Linked DNA regions of Mus musculus: all the other regions are linked to region 2. The links are chromatin contacts, called in public Hi-C maps. All regions are on one chromosome and are shown on one strand. The core of a region is the stretch at or near the end of the contact, and the rest is flanking DNA. Distances in the headings are between cores, read along the strand shown. Region 1 has its middle 67 kb from the start of Gm52888. Region 2 holds the start of Sem1 (SEM1, 26S proteasome complex subunit). Region 3 has its middle 10 kb from the start of Gm20618. Region 4 has its middle 69 kb from the start of Gm52889.

Region 1 (2,700 bases), core at 112-2,611, 120 kb before region 2:
TTACAGTTATTTACTTAGTTTTATTTTCCTCTTTGTTACATTGTCTTAGGACCAAGTAGGGTATGGTAAATAACAGACTCTTCTCTTAAATGATGATATACACACATATGCAGATATATGAATTTTATTTATGTTTATATTGGATATTTGAACAGTTAATTTGGTGTTTTCCCACAGCCATTGAATAAATACTTAGTAAATAATACGGATCATTTTAGGCAAGTAGATAAAGATAAAATTAGACAGTAGACCCAGGACTTAAATTTTGCCATGTTTACTAAGAAGAATTGCCTGTTAATAAACATGTTTTCTTTTAGAGCACCAGAAACAACTGTGACTGTCCCACATATCATCAAGACAATTAAAAAGAAAAACGTTTTACTTCGAAAACTTCAGATTATAACAGTAACATTAGGTTCAACACAGACTCAGTCTTTGCCTAATAATAAAACTCTGTTCCACCATATAAGAATAACCAACATTCTTTTACCAATTTGAACTCTATTTTAAGAGTAAGGGAGAAAAAGATAAAATTACTGAGATCAACGTGAAAGATAATAAAACGTGATTTATAAAAATGAGAAACATTTCAATTCTCACGTAGGCTGAACATCAGAATGCATAAAACTGAAACATTTTACTGTTAAAACAACTTACATCACATTTCCTGATTGGCTTCTAATATAAAATGTGCAGTGAAGAAATCCTAAGAAGATTCGCTAGATAGCTTTGTAACCGTTTTGCTAATAACACTAAACCATTCAAGTAAAGAGGAGAACACTTGGGGTTTGCAAATGTGACTTAGAGAAGACATTATCCTTAGCACGTCTTTCTTGGACTCAGAAAATGATCTACGATGCTCATTTCTAATACTCTGAGTGTTGGCAGTCCAGTTTCAGGCGCAGAGCCCTTCTTCCTCAAAGTGAGTTGGTTTTCATTAAACCGGTTCCCTCCACTTGGAGTTCTCAGAGGGCTTCACCAGCTCTGACCGGCTGCAGATGACTCGGGTAACGGAAAGCGTCTGAGGGGGTCATGAACAAAAAATAACAAATGCTAACTCAAGCAGAAAACAATGAGGTTTTCATATTTGTATGCACAGGAAAAATTATGTTTTTATGGAATGTGAAAAGGGCACGGGATTCCCATCCAACTCACAGTCTCTTGCCAGTAGTATCTCAGTTTTACCTATTATTTAAACAAATCCGTTTTATATTTCCCGAGTACAAAAAAATCAAAACATAGCTCATTCCTTAATTTCCCAATAAAACATTTAGTTAGAAAACTCAGTGATAGAGATCAGTTTTGGCTTATTCTACTCCAGGCTTGCCAGATAAAATAGAGGGAGCCCCGCTAAATTGGAGTTTCAGATAAAAAAAGCAGGTTTTGGCATCACTGTGTCTCAAATATTACATGAGGCGTACTTACACAAACAGATAATTCATTGTTTATCTGAAACTTCGATTTAACCAGGCATGTTGAATTTTTACTTGCTAAAGCTGGTGAGTGTACTTAACTCCTCTGTTGCTTTTACTTGTATAAAGTATCAGGGATGCTCTAAAGTGGCACTCTGTGTGATATGAAAATCAGAACACGGGGAAGTGGTTTTCCATATAGACAATCCTGAAGGAGATGTAATGTTCTGGAGTGCTGGGATTTAGCAGAGTTAGGGTTCTCTGGCCGTTTGTAATTGGGTCATAAAAGAGTAGATTCTGGAAAAGGAAGACAGGGAAAGCCATCAGGCTGTGGTCATTCATAAAAGTTTAGCACCTCCGTCCTCATCAGAATTAGCTTGCCTGAGAAAACTAGCATGTAATTTGGCAAGATCTAAGGCAATTACTTAAAAAGAGGAGCAGATGTAATGGAGCATGCAGCCCTGTCATCTTGTCATGTGCAGAGCAGGTAAATTTGCCACTGGCACTCAGGAAATGTGGCTAGCTCCAAAGCATCTGTGGGAAGCCAGGCTTTGCGTGGGTGCTCTGGGGAGGAAGGGGATTGATTGTCAGAGGGAGGATCAGGGTGGCAGACTTCCGAATCTGGACCTCTGGCTCAATCCATATTAGAAAGATTCCAGCCAAGGCTGAACAGTTGCACTTTGTCTAGCAAATCTTTTCAAGTTAAACTTTGAACTGTGGTGAAAGATACGGCATGGGCTTAGAGAAGTCATTAGATAGGAAAAAATGTAATATGCTTGACAAATTGAATGTAATTGTTTATCAGGCCTAAAGTCTATGACACCCCGTACCCCCCATACTTTTGCTTTTCTTCTTAATTTTCTTTACACAAAATTCATGAAATGTGGCCGACTGGTAGGGCTGCAGCTTTTATTTTGCTTGATTTCCTTTTTGGTCAATTCCCCCCCCCCCCCCCCGAGACAGGGTTTCTCTGTATAGCCCTGGCTCTCCTGGAACTCACTTTGTAGCCGAGGATGGCCTCAAACTCAGAAATCCACCTGCCTCTGCCTCCTGACATTTCTTAACAGGAACAGCAAACAACCTCAGCAACCATGAAAGAGTTTGATCTCTATTTCAAAGTAAAAGTATTCTCACTGGGTTAAGTTTGAAAGCAGTGATCTGTCAGCCTCCAAGTCAGGGAACCCTGAATTTAAGCATCCTGGAACTAGCTCACCTGCCTCTACCAACAGAATCAAACGCTTGCCTCGAATTAATAGATGCATTCTATATTTCCTAGAGAATCAAATGA
Region 2 (2,728 bases), core at 27-2,526:
CACTAAAACTAAAACACTACATTATACTTAGACTAAACGTTCCTGTGATGTGATTTTATGCGCATTGAGATCATGGTGGGGTAACTAAGTACAATTTTTGTCAAGTGATAATTGCTTGATGCCACGTATGTGCACATGACTAACCACAATTCTCTTCCTATGGTCTTCATGGAGACACAGTCTAACTCACTTTTTAGAAACAAGGTAAAATATTTGGGAAATCTACTCAAAACAATTAGCCAATAAAGTAATCAATTTGAAAAACTAATATGGCAAAAAGAGGCCTAGCAAACAGAAGATAACTGCTGAAGTTAAGGACTTTGGTGTAAATTAAGGCGTCTCAGTTTCACCATTTCCGGACAGTGTTGACACTGGGCCTGTTTCTCCATTGTTCCAAACTTCTGTTTCCTTACGTGAATAATAGTAAGTACATTAATACCTACTTCCTATATTTGTGGAAATGGATTGTGCCAATAGAAGCGAAGCACTCACGTTCCCAAGATCATAGCAGGCTCTTCCAACATTAGCTATGTTATTACCTACAATGAGAAAACTAAAGCATCCCTAGCATTGAAGTTAGTTTCGAAGGCAGATGGTTAAGACTTTTATAAAGCTTGGGTTAATTCACGTGACCGTAAATGGAGAGAAGCAGAAATTGAGGCAAAATCTGTAATGAATACAACACACACGAACGACTCTATCATCCCACTTCTCGGGGCTCATTCGCGCTATCCGAGAGGTACACAGCACTGGCTGCCCTGGGCAACAGTGGGACTCTGAAGTTTACTACCAAGGGGAGGCTTGGAAACCGAAGCAAAACAAGAGACTGTGCAGATGCGGAGAGTCCCGGGTTGAAGTTAAAGGGCCACAAGCTCGCAGCACCGTGGGCCCAGCTTCACCTGGTTCCTCCCAGCGACGAGGCGCAAAACACTGGGCCGCGCCATGAAGCGACGGCTACCGGGACGCGGAGGCCGAGGCCGGGGCCCCCGGAGGCCGCGCCCGGATCCGCGCTGCTGGGCCCAGCTCATTCCCGCAGAGAGCAGGCCCGGCGCCGCCCCACCGGAGGCCCCAGGCCCAGCGCGCGGCCTGGCGGTTACCTTCCGCGGGAAACTCCTCGAACTCGTCGTCCTCTTCCAAGAGACCCAAGTCGACCGGCTGCTTCTTTTCGGACATCGCGCCGCGCCAAGACCCAAGCTGCTCGGACCGGCCGCAAAGTCGGAAGCCTCAGTACTCCGGAGGCGCCGATCCTGACAACGCCGGCGCAACCATAGAGACGAGAGGGAAAGAGCTGCGGGGCAGCGCGAGGAATGCTGGGACAGCGAAGGTCCTCCCAGAGCGTCCTGCGGTTGTAGTAGGTCCTCCCGTCTTGAAACAGTGAACTGTTTTGTTTTATAGTGTGTTCGTTCGTTTTATTATTCATATAGTTGCCTACGTGTGAAAGATTTACAGTGTATTAAATTACTAAAGGCCATTATTTAGCTTACAATCACTAACAGAAATCTGGAAAGATAAAGTAACATAAGTTAAGAGCTTATTACATTATTCCACTACTCAAACCTAGCCTTGAGCATGCTGTTAAATATCTCCACATCACAGGGAACCCGGGACCAAAGGCAGCCAGAGGCACTCATATGCTAGACAATTCTGACTGTCCTCCAACCTTTCCTTTGTGCTGTGCTCCTTGACCTTACAATTGTGTTCCGTAGGGTTTCTGTTCTAACTAGTTGACAGGTTGATGTAAAAAATAAACAAGTAAAAAAAAAAAAAAATGATGTAACGTTGTACTGTTGTTCAAAAGATATGATTTGGTTTTGCTTTCTTTGTTTTAATTGTGACCCATGGAAAAGAACAAGACAATGAAAGATAGGAGAAAAGTTAGTGTCTAACCACACAGTAACACGTATTTGCCAGGCTAATAAATCTGTGTTCTATTGCATCTAAAGGGCTCTTATATGAGGTACTTAATTTCTCTTTAGTATAATTTATTTATTTTCAGCACCACACTTAAGGCTATACATATAACACACATAGTTACAGGTGCAAGAATAACTCTATTTGATATATAAAAATTGAAGAAGGTCTATAAGCCCTACTACTGAGGAAGTTGGGGCAGAAGGCATCCTTGGATACAATGAGTGTAAAATCAGGCTGGACAACTTAGTGAAACTGTGTCCCTAAATTAAAAGTAAACAGAGGGCTAGAAATATATCCCCAATGGCTCACTACCCCGTGCCAGAGAATTTTTAAAAAAACATGGGAAAAATGTTTGAACAATTTATGGATATAAATATGAATATTGTATGTTTTTTTAAAAAGATATATCAGAAAGTAGAAAGTGGAACATATTTTGTAAAAAATACTTTATTTTATACAAACACTCTTTCCTAATTCCATTTCCATTGCTATGATAAAATACCCCGGCAAAAAAGCAGCTCAGGGGAGAAAAGCTCATTTGGCTTATAATTCTAAGTTGTACTCCATCACTGCAGGAATGTCAAGGAAGAAACTTGAAGCCGCTCTCACATCCACAGTCAAGAGCAGAGAATAAATGTGTGCTTGCTATTTGGGTGCATCGCTGTCTCTAAGCTTACACAGTCCAGGATCCCTTGCCTAGGGAATGGCTAGCCCATAGTGGGCAGGCCTTTCCATTCCAATTAATGTAATCAAGACAGTGAGTGATAGATATGACCATAGAATAACCCAATAGTGGTTACCTCTCATTGAGACA
Region 3 (2,740 bases), core at 77-2,576, 110 kb after region 2:
ATTTCCAGAAAAAGACCTTGCCTCTTGAGAAGGTGCAGCCACTGTTGAGTCCTAAGCAGTGGGAGAACCACAAGCAGAAGAAGATCGAGCTGGAGTAATTAAGTCACACGGCTAATTAGAGGCTCTTGAAGCTGGAGTGAATGAAGGGAAGGAAGAATAAAGGTGAGGCAAGCCAAACCTTCCTGACAAATTGCCCGCCTGAAGCAGAGAGGCGTGAAGCTCTGCCAAAGAGAACCATAACTGGAAGGTTTCAGGCACCCAGAAAGGATAGAGAATTCCTATTGTGTGGAGGTGAGAAGGGAGGCTGGACATGCAAGAGATTTCTCTTTAACTCCTCTCTGGCATTCTTTAAGGAGTTCTCTTTGTTCATTCGGCTACTGGGATAAACCACTTCAGCGACTGGTTTTTGGTTTTGTTTTGTTTTGTTTTTAAGAAAACAAGACAAAGCAAGCAAACAAACAAACACCCAAAATGGCAATAGCCATCAATGGCCCCTGACTTAATTCTGATATTTCAGCTTTACAATACTGAATCACGTTCAATGGAAGGGATGCTTTGAGGCTGGATTTCGTACAGTGTCATAGGCTACTCAGAGGTGGTACAATAGCCTCCTTCATGCTGTGCAGGGGCATCAAGCCACAATTCTCACAGCTCTTAGACAATTCTGAGGGGAAACAGCCAACATTCTGTAGTAGACTGCATTGCTAAGCCAATATATTAGGTAGGATAAGTACGCTAAATGCAATTAATGGTACAACTTATTTATCAGGAGCATAGATATGTAGCTGTGCTGGTCCCATAAGTGAAGTGCCATCATTTGCCTAAAGCTTGATCTGCACATAGAAACAAGAAGGAAATATTTAGCCTTGCTCAGGCTATGACTTCATTTCCTCAGAATAGAAGATGATGCATCACATGTCCCCTTCAGAGATGATTCTCGGTTGTTCCGAGTTCGTACTGTCTCCTGGAATAGAGATGTCTGCTGGTATTGAGTCAGACCCTAGCCCTCAGCTCTTTATCTCTCCTCCTCAAACCACAAAGATGTTACATGCTTAACTCAAGGGATTTTACTTCCACTTATGAAAATAATGCAAACTCTAATAGTGGGCACAACTCGCTACATGGCCTTACTGTGTTCTGCCAAAGCAGGTTGGAAACCCCACCCAGCCCTGTTACATGCATCATAAATAAAAGTCCCCTGAGCCTGTTTTCACGTGCATGATTCAGATTGCAAATGACAATTTTAGCTTGAAATTCCCCTGAAGATATCCAGAAGTAAAACTAAGCCATCGATATGCCTAAGCCATATGGTGATAGAAATCTAAATACTACAGATATGTGTATACAAAAAAATTTTTTTTGGTTAGGGGTGGTGGCTTAAGTACACCACATAGGGTGGTGGAACTAGCTAAGAGCGTAAGGGCAATGTGGTCTACATAGCTAGTTCCAGGTCAGTCAGGGCTACACAGTAAAACCCCTGTCTCAGAAAAATCGTTTGGAATATTTTTATCATTAAAAGTTAGAAAGCCAACTATGATGTCATAGACATGCAACCCCAGTGTTTGGAAGTGAAAGCAGAAGGATCATGAGTTTGGGCCAACCTGGGCTTAAATTAAGAAACATGAACGGGTGTGGCTGGGTATTTCACTCCCAGTGCAATGTTTGTCTGTGTGTTAGACTCCAAGTTCCATCAATAGGACTGGAAAATAACCTAAATGTCAATCAGTAAGGTAATAGTTAACGAAAATAATAAGGAATGTATACTCTGAGTCATACATATTTTATAATAAGTTAAGAGAAGCATGTGTGGCAGATATAGAAAAATCACTAATACATAAATAAAAAACAAATTACAAAACAACACACTCTGCATGTGCACTATTTTTAGATAATTTAAATTGAGGTCATCAAAATTAAGCATTGTAGACAGGAATATGCAATCATAAGTGGATTATAAAAAGTCTGAAAGAATATTTCCTACAGTTGAGGCAAAAATGAGACAGGGATCAGGGCAACAGGCTTATTTTGTTGTTGTTCTTTTGATAACAGGAGCTTTAAAGAACAATGAACATGGGCTGTAGAGACAGCTCAGCTATTAAGTACGCTTGCTACTCTGACAGAGTACCAGGTTCTGTTCCTAACACCCACCTGGTGATTCACAATCATTCATTACTCTAGTTCCAGGGGGCTCCAGCACCCACTTCTCACATCTGTGGTCACCAGACATGCATCTGAGAAAAACACACACACATAAAATAAATAAATCTAGGGAAAAAAAATGAACATTTTATTCTATTACTTGCTTATATAAAAATTAAAGATTATTGGCAGCACTTTAAAAGTTCCTTACCTGTGATATATCTTAATTTCTTTTGTCTTGTCTCATGCCATTTGTTCTCTTCGTTTTCCAAACTTACATGCTTTCTGTCCTATAGGCAAATCAAGTCTCACTCTGGGGCCTTCGAAGTACATTCACCTGGGTGCTGTGGCTCCCGACTCCTCTCCCCATGCAAGCAGGCCAACTGCTTACCCACTAAGCCACTCCCCCCAGCTCTCAACTTTCTGTGAATTACTAAAATAGATGAAAAAAATATCCTATGGCATCAACATCTCCTTAAAACACCTTAGTATTTTATATAAGCTCTATTCATCACCCCCATGTACCTGGGATGGAGTCTCAGGGATTTCTTCCTGGAGTTTACTTCTCAATAAAACATCATAAACTACCAGTGGTGCTGGG
Region 4 (2,700 bases), core at 73-2,572, 82 kb before region 2:
AATGCAAATCAAAACAACACCGAGATTCCACCTCACACCAGTCAGAATGGCTAAGATCAAAAATTCAGGTGACAGCAGATGCTGGCGTGGATGTGGAGAAAGAGGAACACTCCTCCATTGTTGGTGGGATTGCAGGCTTGTACAACCACTCTGGAAATCAGTCTGGCGGTTCCTCAGAAAATTGGACATAGTACTACCGGAGGATCCAGCAATACCTCTCCTGGGCATATATCCAGAAGATGCCCCAACTGGTAAGAAGGACACATGCTCCACTATGTTCATAGCAGCCTTATTTATAATAGCCAGAAGCTGGAAGGAACCCAGATGCCCCTCAACAGAGGAATGGATATGTAGAGACTGCCATATCCAGGGATCCACCCCATAATCAGCATCCAAATGCTGACACCATTGCATACACTAGCAAGATTTTATCGAAAGGACCCAGATGTAGCTGTCTCTTGTGAGACTATGCCGGGGCCTAGCAAACACAGAAGTGGATGCTCACAGTCAGCTAATGGATGGATCATAGGGCTCCCAATGGAGGAGCTAGAGAAAGTAGCCAAGGAGCTAAAGGGATCTGCAACCCTATAGGTGGAACAACATTATGAACTAACCAGTACCCCGGAGCTCTTGACTCTAGCTGCATATATATCAAAAGATGGCCTAGTCGGCCATCACTGGAAAGAGAGGCCCATTGGACTTGCAAACTTTATATGCCCCAGTACAGGGGAACACCAGGGCCAAAAAGGGGGAGTGGGTGGGCAGGGGAGTGGGGGTGGGTGGATATGGGGGACTTTTGGTATAGTATTGGAAATGTAAATGAGCTAAATACCTAATAAAAAATGGAAAAAAAAAAGAAGTGCATTTTCTGAATGATGAATGAATAAGAACCTGTGACATCTCTGTGTGAGGGTGAAGAACATGGTGAGACAGACAAATCTTCCGTATCTAAGTTTCAGTGCCATGGCTGTATCGTGGTTTCCTGGTAGAAGTAATATAGCTACCTGCTCATCTCATGGGATCATTTCCTTTCAACACTTGCCTAAGCACACTGTGCAAAGGCCAGATCAGTAGCTACAAAAGTCTTTAACCCACTGGTTCTGAGTTAGACATCAGAAGACTTTTGAGTCATCTTGCTTGCACACATTTAACTTTTCCCACTGCCAACCCAGGGAATACTTGCCTCAAATACAATGAGGTGCGCCCCCCCATCCCCATTCTGCAGAGTCAGATGTAGAAATCCAGGTCCTCCCCATATTTTTAGCATGCAATGTAGGTAGACATGAGCTTGAGCAATGGCTCTACAGTAATATTACTACACCCACGGCCATAACAGGAACCATGTAAAACGGTCTCCACTCAACCTCAGTTCGGAAGTCTCCAATCTGTGATCTCTTGTCATTGACCACATTTCTTTAAAAGTAGTTAGAGCTAACCTTTCCCTACCTGGACTCAGACAGGTGACTGAGTATTGAACACATGATCTAGAGGGAATCTAGGGCTGTGTGTTGGACAGCTGATAACAACTTCTTGTGCTGGTGGAGACACACAGTGTGGCCATCCTCTGCTCTGAGAGCAACATATTTGCACTCTAACTGATGCCCAGGAACTCCCAAGAGAAAAGGAAGGGCTACTTCTTTGGCTAACAACCCCCCCCACACACACACACACTTCTAACTGCACTGAAGAACTTAGTGTAACCACAAATTGGTCACTATGTCCTAAAGATTTCTCCCACGATCTTACTCAATGAGGGGCAATTTCTGCCTTAACCACTCTGATGATGTTGCTCAAGATGACTCAATTGCCATGACCTTGTGTCAAGTTCTCTCATTTTAGAGTTGTACTCTGCAGTTCTGATGGAACTGGATAAGGCCTGGAGTTACAGGGCCTTATGACTTCTGCTTTGTTTCTTGTGGCTTACTGAGGATAGCACCTTGCCTATTTTCTGTTATAGCTGTGAGCAATCTCATAGACCACAGCTGTCTGGAAGTCAGGCAGCCAGTGTAATGCAAATAGCTTGTTATACTGAATTGATTTATTATGGTATTAGACTAAGTAGTCTACTTTAAAAAAAAGGTTGGTTAAAGAGAAAGAAAGAAAGAAAGAGAGAAAGAGAGAGAGAGAGAGAGGGAGGGAGGGAGGGAGGGAGGGAGGGAAGAAGGAAGGAAGGGAGGAAGGAAGGAAGGAAGGAAGGAAGGAAGGAAGGAAGGAAGGAAGGAAGACACAGATACTTCAGCTTAAAAGAAGAGCACAATATGGAAAAATTTGGAAAATGTATGAGTACAAGATAAAAATACCTGTTATCTCCCAACTTAGGGAGAGAGGTTTACTATCTTTTTGAAGTATTTCTTCCACTTCCTTCTCATAAACATCAAACTTTGTTTACCCAAATTAGTGATAAATCATACTAAGACCCTTTGTAGCCTTTCTTCACCTGGCTGGCTGGCGCTGTTTTAACAAACTCAAGTGCTGTTTGGATTGGAATGATTTTAATCTTTTACTTACCTGGAAAAGGTTGTGAGAAGCAAGAAGGTTGTACAAGTTTGCACTCCCACCAGCAATGGAGGAGTGTTCCCCTTGCTCCACATCCTTAACAGCATGTGCTGTCACTAAAGCTTTTTATCTTAGCCATTCTGACTGGTGTGAGATGGAATCTCAGTCATGTTGATTTGCATTTCCCTGATGACTGAAAGACTT

What was found. A called contact is a pair of places that touch in the nucleus more often than the background predicts.
Region 1: a contact with region 2 is called in a Hi-C map of liver, with 2.6 times the contacts expected there. The contact joins the enhancer-like site here to the promoter of Sem1 in region 2. A contact is called at or near these places in 1 of 39 promoter capture datasets (liver), 5 of 484 Hi-C or Micro-C datasets (liver and nephron progenitors) and 2 of 9 other capture datasets (liver and pancreatic islet).
Region 3: a contact with region 2 is called in a Hi-C map of adipose-derived mesenchymal stem cells, with 2.3 times the contacts expected there. The contact joins the enhancer-like site here to the promoter of Sem1 in region 2. A contact is called at or near these places in 3 of 39 promoter capture datasets (the C10 cell line, macrophages and second pharyngeal arch cranial neural crest), 9 of 484 Hi-C or Micro-C datasets (the MNK3 cell line, adipose-derived mesenchymal stem cells, cerebellar granule neurons and 3 more), 1 of 115 datasets of contacts at active chromatin or transcription factors (the 230-238 cell line) and 2 of 9 other capture datasets (adipose tissue and pancreatic islet).
Region 4: a Hi-C map of neutrophils shows a contact between it and region 2, with 4 times the contacts expected there. The contact joins the enhancer-like site here to the promoter of Sem1 in region 2. A contact is called at or near these places in 1 of 39 promoter capture datasets (macrophages), 1 of 484 Hi-C or Micro-C datasets (neutrophils), 1 of 115 datasets of contacts at active chromatin or transcription factors (bone marrow-derived macrophages) and 1 of 9 other capture datasets (pancreatic islet).

What each region holds. Positions count from the first base shown.
Region 1 is chr6:6,455,825-6,458,524 of GRCm38.p6, forward strand. No RefSeq gene overlaps it. Among named protein-coding and RNA genes, the nearest start is that of Gm52888, 67 kb to the left of the region's middle. Within about 2 kb of position 1,362, at least 4 of the 459 cell types and tissues checked have an H3K27ac peak or open chromatin away from gene starts, as enhancers often do. A contact at or near this core is called in liver, where this site is marked.
Region 2 is chr6:6,577,382-6,580,109 of GRCm38.p6, forward strand. It overlaps Sem1 (SEM1, 26S proteasome complex subunit), which reads right to left and starts at 1,277. Exons shown (of 3, transcript NM_009169.2): 1 at 1,098-1,277. The coding sequence starts at 1,173.
Region 3 is chr6:6,691,350-6,694,089 of GRCm38.p6, forward strand. No RefSeq gene overlaps it. Among named protein-coding and RNA genes, the nearest start is that of Gm20618, 10 kb to the left of the region's middle. Within about 2 kb of position 1,327, at least 17 of the 459 cell types and tissues checked have an H3K27ac peak or open chromatin away from gene starts, as enhancers often do. A contact at or near this core is called in adipose-derived mesenchymal stem cells, where this site is marked.
Region 4 is chr6:6,495,214-6,497,913 of GRCm38.p6, forward strand. No RefSeq gene overlaps it. Among named protein-coding and RNA genes, the nearest start is that of Gm52889, 69 kb to the right of the region's middle. Within about 2 kb of position 1,323, at least 22 of the 459 cell types and tissues checked have an H3K27ac peak or open chromatin away from gene starts, as enhancers often do. A contact at or near this core is called in neutrophils, where this site is marked.